Regions from separate parts of the Sus scrofa genome. Here all the other regions are linked to region 4. A link is a contact called in public HiChIP or PLAC-seq data. All regions are on one chromosome and are shown on one strand. The core of a region is the stretch at or near the end of the contact, and the rest is flanking DNA. Distances in the headings are between cores, read along the strand shown. Region 1 overlaps LOC100510918 (a long non-coding RNA gene). Region 2 overlaps LOC100510918 (a long non-coding RNA gene). Region 3 overlaps LOC100510918 (a long non-coding RNA gene). Region 4 overlaps LOC106504622 (a long non-coding RNA gene).

What was found. HiChIP or PLAC-seq counts read pairs in DNA pulled down with a chosen protein or histone mark.
Region 1: a contact with region 4 is called in an H3K27ac HiChIP or PLAC-seq map of alveolar macrophages. The contact joins two enhancer-like sites. A contact is called at or near these places in 4 of 47 Hi-C or Micro-C datasets (blood, embryonic fibroblasts and liver) and 2 of 2 datasets of contacts at active chromatin or transcription factors (alveolar macrophages and skeletal muscle).
Region 2: a contact with region 4 is called in an H3K27ac HiChIP or PLAC-seq map of alveolar macrophages. The contact joins two enhancer-like sites. A contact is called at or near these places in 2 of 47 Hi-C or Micro-C datasets (embryonic fibroblasts and fetal heart ventricle) and 2 of 2 datasets of contacts at active chromatin or transcription factors (alveolar macrophages and skeletal muscle).
Region 3: a contact with region 4 is called in an H3K27ac HiChIP or PLAC-seq map of alveolar macrophages. The contact joins two enhancer-like sites. A contact is called at or near these places in 2 of 47 Hi-C or Micro-C datasets (alveolar macrophages and liver) and 2 of 2 datasets of contacts at active chromatin or transcription factors (alveolar macrophages and skeletal muscle).

Annotation. Positions count from the first base shown.
Region 1 is chr8:29,916,641-29,919,340 of Sscrofa11.1, forward strand. The region is part of intron 2 of LOC100510918 (a long non-coding RNA gene); the gene reads right to left. Among named protein-coding and RNA genes, the nearest start is that of KLF3, 110 kb to the right of the region's middle. Within about 2 kb of position 1,356, at least 16 of the 83 cell types and tissues checked have an H3K27ac peak or open chromatin away from gene starts, as enhancers often do. A contact at or near this core is called in alveolar macrophages and skeletal muscle, where this site is marked.
Region 2 is chr8:29,938,134-29,940,867 of Sscrofa11.1, forward strand. All of the region lies in intron 2 of LOC100510918 (a long non-coding RNA gene), which reads right to left. Among named protein-coding and RNA genes, the nearest start is that of KLF3, 85 kb to the right of the region's middle. Within about 2 kb of position 1,473, at least 17 of the 83 cell types and tissues checked have an H3K27ac peak or open chromatin away from gene starts, as enhancers often do. A contact at or near this core is called in alveolar macrophages, where this site is marked.
Region 3 is chr8:29,988,203-29,991,131 of Sscrofa11.1, forward strand. The region is part of intron 2 of LOC100510918 (a long non-coding RNA gene); the gene reads right to left. Among named protein-coding and RNA genes, the nearest start is that of KLF3, 35 kb to the right of the region's middle. Within about 2 kb of position 1,564, at least 11 of the 83 cell types and tissues checked have an H3K27ac peak or open chromatin away from gene starts, as enhancers often do. A contact at or near this core is called in alveolar macrophages, where this site is marked.
Region 4 is chr8:29,758,900-29,761,808 of Sscrofa11.1, forward strand. All of the region lies in intron 2 of LOC106504622 (a long non-coding RNA gene), which reads left to right. Among named protein-coding and RNA genes, the nearest start is that of MIR9840, 210 kb to the left of the region's middle. Within about 2 kb of position 1,287, at least 17 of the 83 cell types and tissues checked have an H3K27ac peak or open chromatin away from gene starts, as enhancers often do. A contact at or near this core is called in alveolar macrophages and skeletal muscle, where this site is marked.

The DNA.
Region 1 (2,700 bases), core at 106-2,605, 160 kb after region 4:
AAACTGCGCTCCAGGCCTCCGTTTTGATCCTAAGCAATGGTGCCCGTGAACTTGGCAGGTTGGTATCAGTGCTCTCCATGAAGTTTCCTGGACCCTCTTAGCACCCATTGTGCCCGCAAGCAGTTTCGTGTTTACTGGTTTGCTTTCCCTACCAGACTACCCGCTGCTTGCGAGCAAGAAATATGCCTTACTCGTCTTTGTATTCTGGTTTCTCACAAGGTAGGCCATAAATATACTGGTAAACAGAATTAAATAACGCTACATATAGTTACCCTCAGGGTACAGTATGCATTCAGTCATTTGTGGGAGACTTGAAAACTATCAAAATTGGATAATTTTTATTTTATTATTTATTTATTTATTTTGTCTTTTTGCCTTTTCTTGGGCCGCTTCCCATGGCATATGGAGGTTCCCAGGCTAGGGGTCTAATGGGAGCTATAGCTGCTGGCCTACACCAGAGCCACAGCAACGTGGGATCTGAGCTGCGTCTGCAACCTACACCACAGCTCATGGCAATGCCAGATCCTTAACCCACTGAGCAAGGCCAGGGATCGAACCTGTAACCTCTTGGTTCCTAGTTGGATTCGTTAACCACTGTGCCACGACGGGAACTCCAAAAAATTGTATAATTTTTATAAGGAAAAAAACCTTTTGGGTTCTGAGCCACTGGCTTTAAAATATATTTGGATGATCTAATTTTCTTCTAACTTGGGAGCTATTCAGAAATGATCCCAGTGTATGTCTATTTGATTAGCAGCTCCATAGGACGATGTGTGTATGTTTCAACTTTGATCTCCCATATAATAAGTGACTCATTATTCAATGAATGTGTAGATCAAACACATATATATGCACCAACTCGTGCATTTTTTTTTTTTTTGCACCAAAAAGGGTTTCTAAAGGTACAGATTCAGTTCGTTTGCTTTGTTTAAATGTGCAATGAAAGTGTAAACAGGAAAGTGCCCCACAGCGTACATACATCTCAAAGGTGTGTGAGTGTGTAGTTGTTACAAACGCATACAGGTGGAGGATAACATCCCTTATTCAGTAGACGCATTTCTCTGTGTGATGTTTAATAGCAAAATACACAAAGAGGGAAATGGGATGAAACGCTACCTAACGTCCAAGTTTAAAAAGAAGTATGAAACAGTTTAGATAAAATGCTATAACTGTAAAATCAATTCAGGGAGGAAATGTTCAAGAATAAGTGATTTTCAAGAAGTATGATTTTATGATCTGACATCAGAGAAGTAGTTGAACAAATGGAGGAATTGCCCTACCCAGGAGTGTTACTAGCCAGCCAGTGGGAGGGTGTTTGGTGAACCACTTGTAACTAGAGAGCGGGCTGGCCGGAAAAAGAGGGGGCGGAGTTTCTGAGGAACCAGACAGAACTGGGATTTTCTCAGCTGAGTTTGCAGTTTCACTTAGGTTCTGATCAAAGTAACCTCTAACATTTATTAAAAACAGATGTAATTTTTCTAATAGGTCTTTAGTGTCTGGATTTCGAATCCCCCATTTTGTAGCTGACCAGCTTCTCCATCCTTAGGAAGCCCTTCTACTTGTCTTCCTTTGTCCGTGGGATCCACGGGTATCCCCAGACTCTGCTGAATTTCCCCACTTCCCGAAAACTCACCCCATCCCTCTATTCCTATAGCCTCCCGAGGATGAGCATAACAGGCCCCTTGAACACGTGTCCTCCATGAAGGCAAACACAACCATCCCTTTAAGCCAGAAGAGGTCTTAGAGAGCAACTGATGAAAGAGGCCAGGAGACCTGCTGTGTCTTCCATGACATCATAGGGCTGTTTTAGTCGCAGGGCCAGCATTAGAATCTTACTCTCCCAGGTTCTGATGCCACATCTATAGCTTCTCATGTTTAGCCCAGGAGCAGCATGTACAATTGGCTTTCCAAAGAGTGTTTTCCGGAGTTCCTACAGTGGCTCAGTGGGTTAAGACCCCCATGTTTTCTCCATGAAGATTCGGGATCAATCCCTGGCCTCACTCAGTGGATTAAGGATCTGTCATTGCTTCAAGCTTTGGCTAAGTCACAGATGTGGCTTGGATTCCTTGTTGCTGTGGCCGTGGTGTAGGCTTCCAGGCACAGCTCTGATTCGACCCCTAGCCTGGGAACTTCCATATGCCACAGGTGAGCTGTAAAACGAAAAAGAAAAAAAAAAAAAAAAAAAAAAGGAGTGTTTTACAAAATTCCATGTATTTTTTATCGAATGCTAGACCTAAATGTTACTTTTAATTCCACCTGGTGTATTTATTTCTCTTGTGGAAATAATTTTAATTCCTCCTTAACTAATCTGTATCCAGGCATGTATATGATTTTTATGTAGGTATAATCAGTGTGTGTGCTTCTCATTCTACTTTTGTTTCATTTGAACAATCATCTGCAAACACTTTTTCCAACATTCTGGACCATCACTGTCCAATAGAACTTCCTGTGATAATGACAATATTCAATACTTTAATGGTACTTTAACAGTAGCCACTGGCCCTACGTGGCTCTTAAGCACTTAGAGTGGAGCTAGTGTAACTGCAGAACTCAATTTTTGTCTTATTTTATTTTAATTCATTTAAATGCAAATTTAGACACCCGCTTGTGGCTAAGTGAATCCAGTATTGGCCACCACAGTTCTAAAGATTTATCATACGTGTTTCTTACAAAAGATGTGTAATATTTCACTGTATTGAT
Region 2 (2,734 bases), core at 223-2,722, 180 kb after region 4:
CCCTGGCCTCACTCAGTGGGTTAAGGATCCCTCGTTGCCGTGAGCTGTGGTGTAGGTCACAGATGAGGCTCGGATCCCAGGTTGCCGTGGCTGTGGTATAGGCTGCCAGCTAGAGCTCCAATTCGACCTTTAGCCTGGCAACTTCCATATGCCACAGGTGCAGCCCTAAAAAAATAAATAAATAAAAATAAAGACACAAGCCAGAAGTGGGAGGCTGGATCATTCTCCTCCAAACCCCACAGCTGCTATGGCACATGGAAGGAATGGAATGGAGGCTGCAGAGTGAACCTCAGTGTCTGCCACGAGCCAGGACTTGAATTCATGACTTAGGACTCTAAATCCTATGGCGTTTCGTTTGTTTGTTTTTCTCTATCTCTTACGTGTCATTATTCTTCACTGCTGGAGCTGATCGTTCTAACTAAAATTGTTATTTTTGAGTGTGAATGTGCCTAAAAAAGCCGTTCTGTGCCCGGAAGTCCTTTCCAACCAGTGAGCACCAAGGCTGGATGTGCCTTTGGGTGTGTAGCCATGAGCTTTCGCTTCTTCGATTATGTCTCCAACTCACGTCCCTCTCAGTTTTGTTATATGATTTTAATTTTTTCCATTATAGTTGATTTAAATATTCTGTCAATTTGTGCTGTACAGCAAAGGGACCTGGTCATACATATATACACATATTATTTTTCTCACATTATCCTCTATCATGTTCCATCACTAGTGAGGAGATAGAGTTCCCTGTGCTGTAGGGAACTATATAAACAGGATCTCATCGCTTACCCACTCCTAATGCAATAGGCTCTAAATTTGTTTGCTCCATTCATTTTTGTTTCCAATACATTTTTGTTTCTTTGTGTCAGGGCCCAACCAGGAAGACAGAAACCACGCTGAATATTTGAAACAGAGGAAGTTTAATGCACTGAGATGAAAGAAACTTAAAAGCTAAACAAGGGATGGTGAGGCAATCTAGAGACTAGCCACGGCAGGATGTTGCTGCCACTCCCAGGCTGGAGGGACAAAGGGAGGAGGTGATGCTACCCAAGCCCTGGGCCTGGGATTACCCAGAGGAAGTGGGAACTATGGCAGGTTTCCTGTGAGAGCTGGAGACAAGGAAGAGAGGCCGCAGCTGCCAGAGGTACCATGCCAGTACCAAGGGAGGGAGAAACACTCAGACTTCTCCCTCCCTCCTGTTCTCCAAACGGCCACCAGAGCATCCGGGGGTCAAACCCAGTTCAGAGCCCTGCTGACAGGGAGCCTGAGAACGTCAGCCTGGAGGGGTCAAGGCCCTCTAAATACACGGCCAGGGAAGGAAGTGGGGAGGAATGGATCAAGCTAGCACATTTGCATGACAACATCAGGCACGTTCACGGCGGAAATTTTAGAAAATACAGATCTGCAGAGAGGCAAAGGTACAAACCATGATCTTACTAGGGAACTGCTGAGCGCTCCCTATTTCTCATTAGTCACTGGGGGATCCGTGTTCTGCTCCTTTGCCCGTCAACAGGCCAAGCACTCTGGCCGTTTGACATTTCGTAATGTACACCCTGAGAAATTCAGTTTCTCCTCTCTATCAAGTCAAATGTGAAAAAAACAGATGTTACAACTGTGGTTAAGAAAACCTTTATTTCCTAAGAAACTGACTGACTTCTTTTCCCAGATAATGTGAGTTCTATGATTTATCAGATTTCCTCTTTTTGCCCAGGCTACCAGGAAACTCCAAGTCACATGCTCAAGACCAGTAACTTTAAGCCTTTATAGTGGCATGTTCTCCTTCCCTCTTCTTCATGTTCTGAAGTATATTGTGTCACATCAGCTCTGTGATGTATGTGGACGCATGAAGAAGACAGGGGCAGACACAGGCGCCTAAGGCAGAGGCCCTGGAGTTATTCCCCAGAGAGTTGCTGGGAGATGGCTTAGCCTGTCCAACTTTGTCCTCTCTGAGCCAGCTGGCCAGCACTGGGGAGTTGTCTGCCACCGTGGAACAGATTCTACACCCTCCTCAACAGCAGATGGCCACTCTGCACTAATCCATGCCCTGCATCACTGCTGAGTGAGACACCACCGTCACTGCACAGCTCACTAGCATCTTTGCTCCAGCTCAGTAGGCCAGGGATTACACATGTGTGTGCTCACATAGACGCCTGCTCCATCATGTTTCAGCTAAGCGGCCCTATTAGCCTCTTCACAATGGGAAGGGGTGGAGTGAGGGGTCACCCGGGGGATTATGGTTAGATGTTTAATTAGATTGGGCATTTTAATTAGGTTGAGCACGGCTTTTTCCAGGAGGTGAAAGCATTGCCTCCTCAAGCGAGCCCCTCTCTGGCCTGTTTTAACTTCTTTGATTCCTAAGTTAGTTCCCTCTTGAAATGCTTCTCTTACAATTTTGTTTATCTGAGGCTGATAGTCTGGGCATGGTGCCCACTTTAATATGATTTTTATTGTGGCTACACATCCCCAGTGCTATCGAGAGGGTTATTATCGTGTTGTCTGAGACACCTTAACCATGGCGATTACCAGGCTGGGTGCACACCCATGCACCCCACCCCGCCCCGCCCTCCCCAGCGCTTTCTGCTTCCAATTTCAGAAACGAAGCTGACACTCGCTCCCATTCCACGGACACGATGAGCGTTTGGAACTCACCAGCGTAGCAAAGTAGATATTTGGCAATTATCGAGATCGTTGCATTGTGATAGGCAAATAGTTGATATTATTATTAAAACTGAGGTCCTGGAGTCTC
Region 3 (2,929 bases), core at 314-2,813, 230 kb after region 4:
TTGAAGCTAGTGTAGCAGTGAAAACAAGACATGTAAAATCACAGCGAAGGCAGCCCCCAAACCAGCACCTGCATCCTAAAACCACTTCTACAGACAGCAGTGACATGCAGCCCAATTCAGCAGATAATGGCAAAGCCCTTCTCTTTCAGTCTGTGGTAGCTGGAATGAGGAGGGAGAGGACAAGTCAGAGCTTGAAAGCTTGCTTTTAGGTTTGTTATCAAGAACAACAAGTGACTGCCATATTTCGAATGTATTTAAAAGTCCTGAATCACATAACTAGTCTGCCTTGCATGGTCCTTGAAAATGCAAAAATAGAAATGAAAGAAATTATCTAAGAGCAGCAAAGCAGGGAAACAGAGATTAGCATGAGATTAGGAGTTCGGGCTGCGTTTCATTATTACCGATGCTTATAAACACTTGCTGTCTGACAGTAGTTGACAAGCCCTGCTAAGGACAGAGTAATAAACATGGTCCCAAACTCTCTCCTAGAGAGAGAAATAATAACAGAGCAAGAGAAGAAAGAGTGTGGAGTTCCTGTTGTGATGCAGTGGTTAACGAATCCGACTAGGAGCCATGAGGTTGTGGGTTCGATCCCTGGCCTTGCTCAGTGGGTTCAGGATCCAGCGTTGCCGTGAGCTGTGGTGTAGGTCACAGATGTGGCTCGGATCCCGCATTGCTGTGTCTCTGGCGTAGGCCGGTGGCTGCAGCTCCGATTAGACCCCTAGCCTGGGAGCCTCCATATGCTGCAGGAACGGCCCCAAAAAAGGTAAAAAGACAAAAAAAAAAAAAAAAAAAGAGAGAGAGAAAGAGAAGAAAGAGTGTAACTGTTTCATAGGCGTTCTTATTTTCTAAAGAAGGCAGTTTAGGTGACCCTAATTCCTTTAACATTCATTTTTGTCACTACATTATATCGTTAAGTTACAGCCAAAACACAAACTGCTTTTTTTACTAGGTCACATGTGACAAGAAAGGACACTCTGGGTGGGTCAATGACCAGGGCTTGCCTGAATTAGCTTTAATTGATTCACTTAACATCTCCAAGCTCCCCTAGGCTATTTTGTAAATAAGTATGGTTAAATACAAGGTGCCACATAACTACTCAGTGTAAATACACAACACAGGTGTGCGCACACAGACACACATGTTGAATATATCATGACCATTTGCTTCATCCTTAAGCATGCTGATCAGCTGAAAAACAATCGTTGACTGGGCTCTTACAAGTATAAATCCTGAGACCTCTCAGGGCTCACGTACTGTTTGCTCAATCTGTAAACACGTAATTATTGAACTTGCCTCCTAAAGGAACACCACACCCTGGATATGATGCAAAACCCTGCATTACAAGATAAGCTCTGTCTCAAGTTTCTGCTCGTTGTAGAGCCTGAAGTATTTGCTCACATGCTCAGGGACTGAAGCAGAAGTAAACAGTCAGGCCAGTACTATAGGGACACCTGTGTTACAAAATCGATGGGCTTCTATTGTGAAAGCAATGAATGAAGTTCAGCAGCACTCCTGCCAGAATGTCACACCAGAATGTCACACCACGCATCATGTTGGACTTCGACCTTATCGCTTGCCTCCCTATCCTGCCCAGGGCAGTCCAGCCTCCTGGGGTATCAGATGCAAGCTCCAGGTCTGGGCAGCCACACCTCAGTCCCTTCATGTTTTCGGTCTGTGGCCTCACGCAGCTCAGCCAAGCCTGTGCTCAGCTCTCCAGTGGGGGCTCTACACGGTGCATTGAGCCTGCCTGGACTAATGACTCTTTTTACCTTTAAAACGCTACAAGATCACTTCCTTTGTGAATCTTTCTCTAATTAGACAGAAGATAATGTTCTGGACAAGAGGCCCCAACACAACCTTGCACGGAAGTTAGGTTTTTTTTTGGTTTTTTGCCTTTTCTAGGGCCGAACCCATGGCATATGGAGGTTCCCAGGCTAGGGGTCCAATCGGAGCTGTAGCCACCTGCCACAGCCACAGCAATGCCAGATCCAAGCCGCATCTGCGACCGACACCACAGCTCATGGCAATGCCGGATCCTTAACCCACTGAGTGAGGACAGGGATCAAACCCACAACCTCAGGGTTCCTAGTCAGATTCGTTAACCACTGGGCCATGACGGGAACTCCAGGTATGATTTGTGATATCCTTCTGTTCCCACTGAGATACGACATTGCTGAGTGATTAAGAGCAAGAACCTGGGTGCCAGAGGGCTGGGGTTGAATCCTGGATCCACCCCCACCCCCACCCCCGCTGACTGTGCCTTAGTTTCCCTCCCTGTAATTCACAGGTAGATATCTAGATGGAGAGGTGGCCAAAGAGCTTAGACTAGAACCTGGCCTGCAGTAAGTGCTACTGCCTAAGGGCAAGCTTAATAAATGTGATCACAAATGACAGCTCCTATCTGCCCTGGTGTTCAGGGGATAGCAGGGAGGGACAGGCTGCCTCTGGGGTGGCCTGTTGAGGACATGCCTGAAACAGCTGTAGCTGCATTGCCAGCTGTGGAGGGACCTGGCCTGGTGTGACCAGCTGTTCACAATGTCAAAGTAAAATTCATATCTCTGGGCTTTAAATTATTGGTTTACATTTTTAAAATTTGTGTTTGAGCCAAAGAAAGCATGTCCAAAGGCTGATTTAGCCCTAAAGCCACCATTTTGTGACCTCTGACATTTACAGCTCTCATGGTGTGTGTCTCTGTGTGTGTGTGTGTGTGTGTGTGTGCACGCGCATGGGTTTTCATTTCTCCGTGTTTGTCCTCTGTACTTCTTCCACAATTAAATATTCTGGGATAGTAGAAAGCACACAGAAGGTCCTCAGTTAAGATCTGCTGACGAGTGGAGGTTTGTAAACAAACAGACACCAGCAGAACTTTTCTGAAAGAAAACAGTGAGTAAATTAGTGTCTCTGCTCTTCAGTTCCGGTCAACACG
Region 4 (2,909 bases), core at 37-2,536:
TTAATGGCAATCACGTTTTTTGAATTTTCATATTTCTTAGGGTTTCTCCTGAAATAGAGTGATAGCTATGAATCTCCGATGTAAAATGGTACCTGCGTGTTGACTTGGTATATTACAAGGAACTTGAGTGATCTTCTGAAATAGTTCTCATTTCTCATGGCCCAGCAAGAGTTTTACTTTACATTTGCCAACACTCTAGTGGAAATATTCAGTTGTGCATTCACCCCACATGGAGTTCCCTCTATGGGCTGGGCTTAGGACACCAAGGTGAGGACCCACCCTTGAGGAACTCAATCTGGGAAGCAAGACCTTACGTCCTGTTGGATGTGGGTTTTCATCTGGAAGTGACAAGAAGAGTGTTCTGAGAGCACGGAGGAAGAAAGACTTAATTCCATCTGGACGAGTTGGTACTTGCAGGAGTTAAGAGCCCAGGTGCTGGGTACAGGCTGCTACGATTGAATCCTGGCTTCATCGTTTTCTAGCTGTGTGACGGGGGCAAGTTTCTAAACCTACCCAAGCCCTGGTTTCAACATCTCTGTAAGGTGGGAAGAATAATGAGACCCACATCATGGATATTTTTTTTTCCCCTGTGGTTGTCAATGGGATGTACCAGCGCAAGCACTCGGTGTGTGTTGCTGAGGATCGCGGGGATGGCGGTGGGGGAGGTGGAGTGAAGATGAGGGCGAGGGGATGGAGAAGGCATCACAGATTCTACAGGGTCAGGAGTTCAGTGGGCAAAGGAGGAAAATGTGGAAGACGGAAGGACATTCCAGCTGGGGCCCTGTGTTGTGTTTTATAACAAGCCCCTGGGTGATTCTGATGCACAGTGATGGTCAAGGTCCACTGAGGCTTTTACGCAAGCGAACAACAAGCTTGGATTTTCATTTTTGGAGAGAACACATCAGTGGCTGTCGGAAGGATGGTGATGAGTCTTGAGCTCAGGGCATCGTGGGGGGAATATGCAGACAGGGAATGATGTCTGTAACAGCAGGGACACGAAGGGAGTGGGTGCCTGGAAGACATTAAAGCCTGGAGGGGACCAGATTGAAGGGTGGGGAAGAGGAGGAGGCAGGCCGAGTCCGGGGGATAGTGGACACAGGGCTTTAATGCCAGTGACTAAATGGTGCCTCTGCCGTCTTGCTGAGACCGCTCATTTGTCCCTCCCTCTGCCTCCTTCATCACTGCCAAAGTGACTGACAGCACAGATTGGCATCCTTGCAGGAGGTCTGGTTCTCCTCTGGAATGCACTGCTCTCTCCAGCCACAGCCGTCACCTCCCCCGTCGCCCCCCACGGTCCAGGGACTCATTCCACCAGCCGCGGTTACTGCCACATAGGCTGATGAGTCACTCTCCCAGAACAGCTGGTGGCCAACATACTTCTCTTGTCCACGGTTGGGGAGCACTTCCAGGCCCTGCCCCGAACCCTCCCCCACACCAAACCCTTTGGTGTGAGCTCCCTTGGCCAAGCCAGCCACCCACATCTCTGGGATGGGAGGGTCTCTGGTCCAAAATTATACTCCAATTACTGCCCTGTCTATATTTTAAGCGAGATGATTAACTCATTAGTGCTTTATTATTGCCACATCTAAGGTAGAGCGACTGTAGGAGTGAAGACAGTAGTGCTGCCGTTTTGGTAGAAATGCGGATTCCTGAGTCCTGCCATAGACCTCCTGAACCACTGGGGGGTCGGGGGGTGAGGTTAGAAACCAGGGAATTTATATTTTTAATGAGCAGCCCTGATGAGTCTTCAATTACCTAAAAAGCGATAGTGGTGGCCCTGGAATTTCTTTTGTACTATTTCCTACCCACTCTGCAGCTGGAATGACCTTACACTCTTGGGGGCCCTTCTAGCTTGCTTGGAGAAAGCTAGGGCCTCCTGTCCAGGGGGACACCCATCGCAAAGCTACCAGCTCAGCCCTATTGTTGCCCTGTTCCTTTTCTTGATCCATTAGAGGCAGCCTGCAAATTATGCACATGCACAGGCAGCAAGTCCAACATATCTGCTTAAAAAAACCAGGCATTCTCATATTTGAAATAACAGTGTTGGCTTACATTGCAATAGTCCTCTTTCAGAAGATAAATTTGCTGTACTCCCAGATTTCAAAGAGTCGTGTGGACTTATCACCCATAAGATGTTTATAAAATTATTTTCCTTGGTCGGAGTAATGAATTGCTCCTAAATGAAGTCCCCTCTCACCTTTCCCTCCAACCCCTTTCCCCCATGACTCATCAAGGCCAAGTTCAGCCAAGCGATCTGTGCCACCAGACCTCAGCTGGATACCATCCATGCACAGCTAACTGAGCCCCTGATGACATCACAGGAAGGCACCATGGTCAACGTGCTTTGAAAGAGGAGTGACAGGCATGTAGGTTCAAAAAGGATTCCAAAAAAGAAATTCGTTAGAGGGCTCTGGGTAATTGGTTTGGTTTCCTAGTTGAGCAAGTTTCCCAGAGGTGAGTGTTCACTGGGTTGAGAGCTGAGGGGATAGAAGGAGGAAAAGGCATGAGCCACACCCTTGCAGAGCCTAAGGTAAGGCTGGCAAGACGAGACATGCACTCCAAAATTCAACCCCAATACAAGGCAGTAAATGTTAACGAGTGATTGGACCTCAAATGCTGGCGCCTTTCAGAGGAGCGGGCGAGAGATCGCCTAGGGCTGGAAGTCAAGGAGGGCTGAAGGCTGCCCTGACATTTGTGGAAGGTGAGGAGAGACGGAAGGCAGTGGTGGAGCTCTGGGTAGAGATGGAGTGAGCACGAGGCACAGTGTGGGGAGAGGACAGATTCTCCTGCGGCAGTTAGTAAACGGCTCTGGATGAAGCCTGGGGCTAGGGTTGGGAATGGTAAGAGCTGAAGTTCAGGTTTCATTTCTAAACATTTACCAAATACTTATGTCAGACCATGTTCAGACC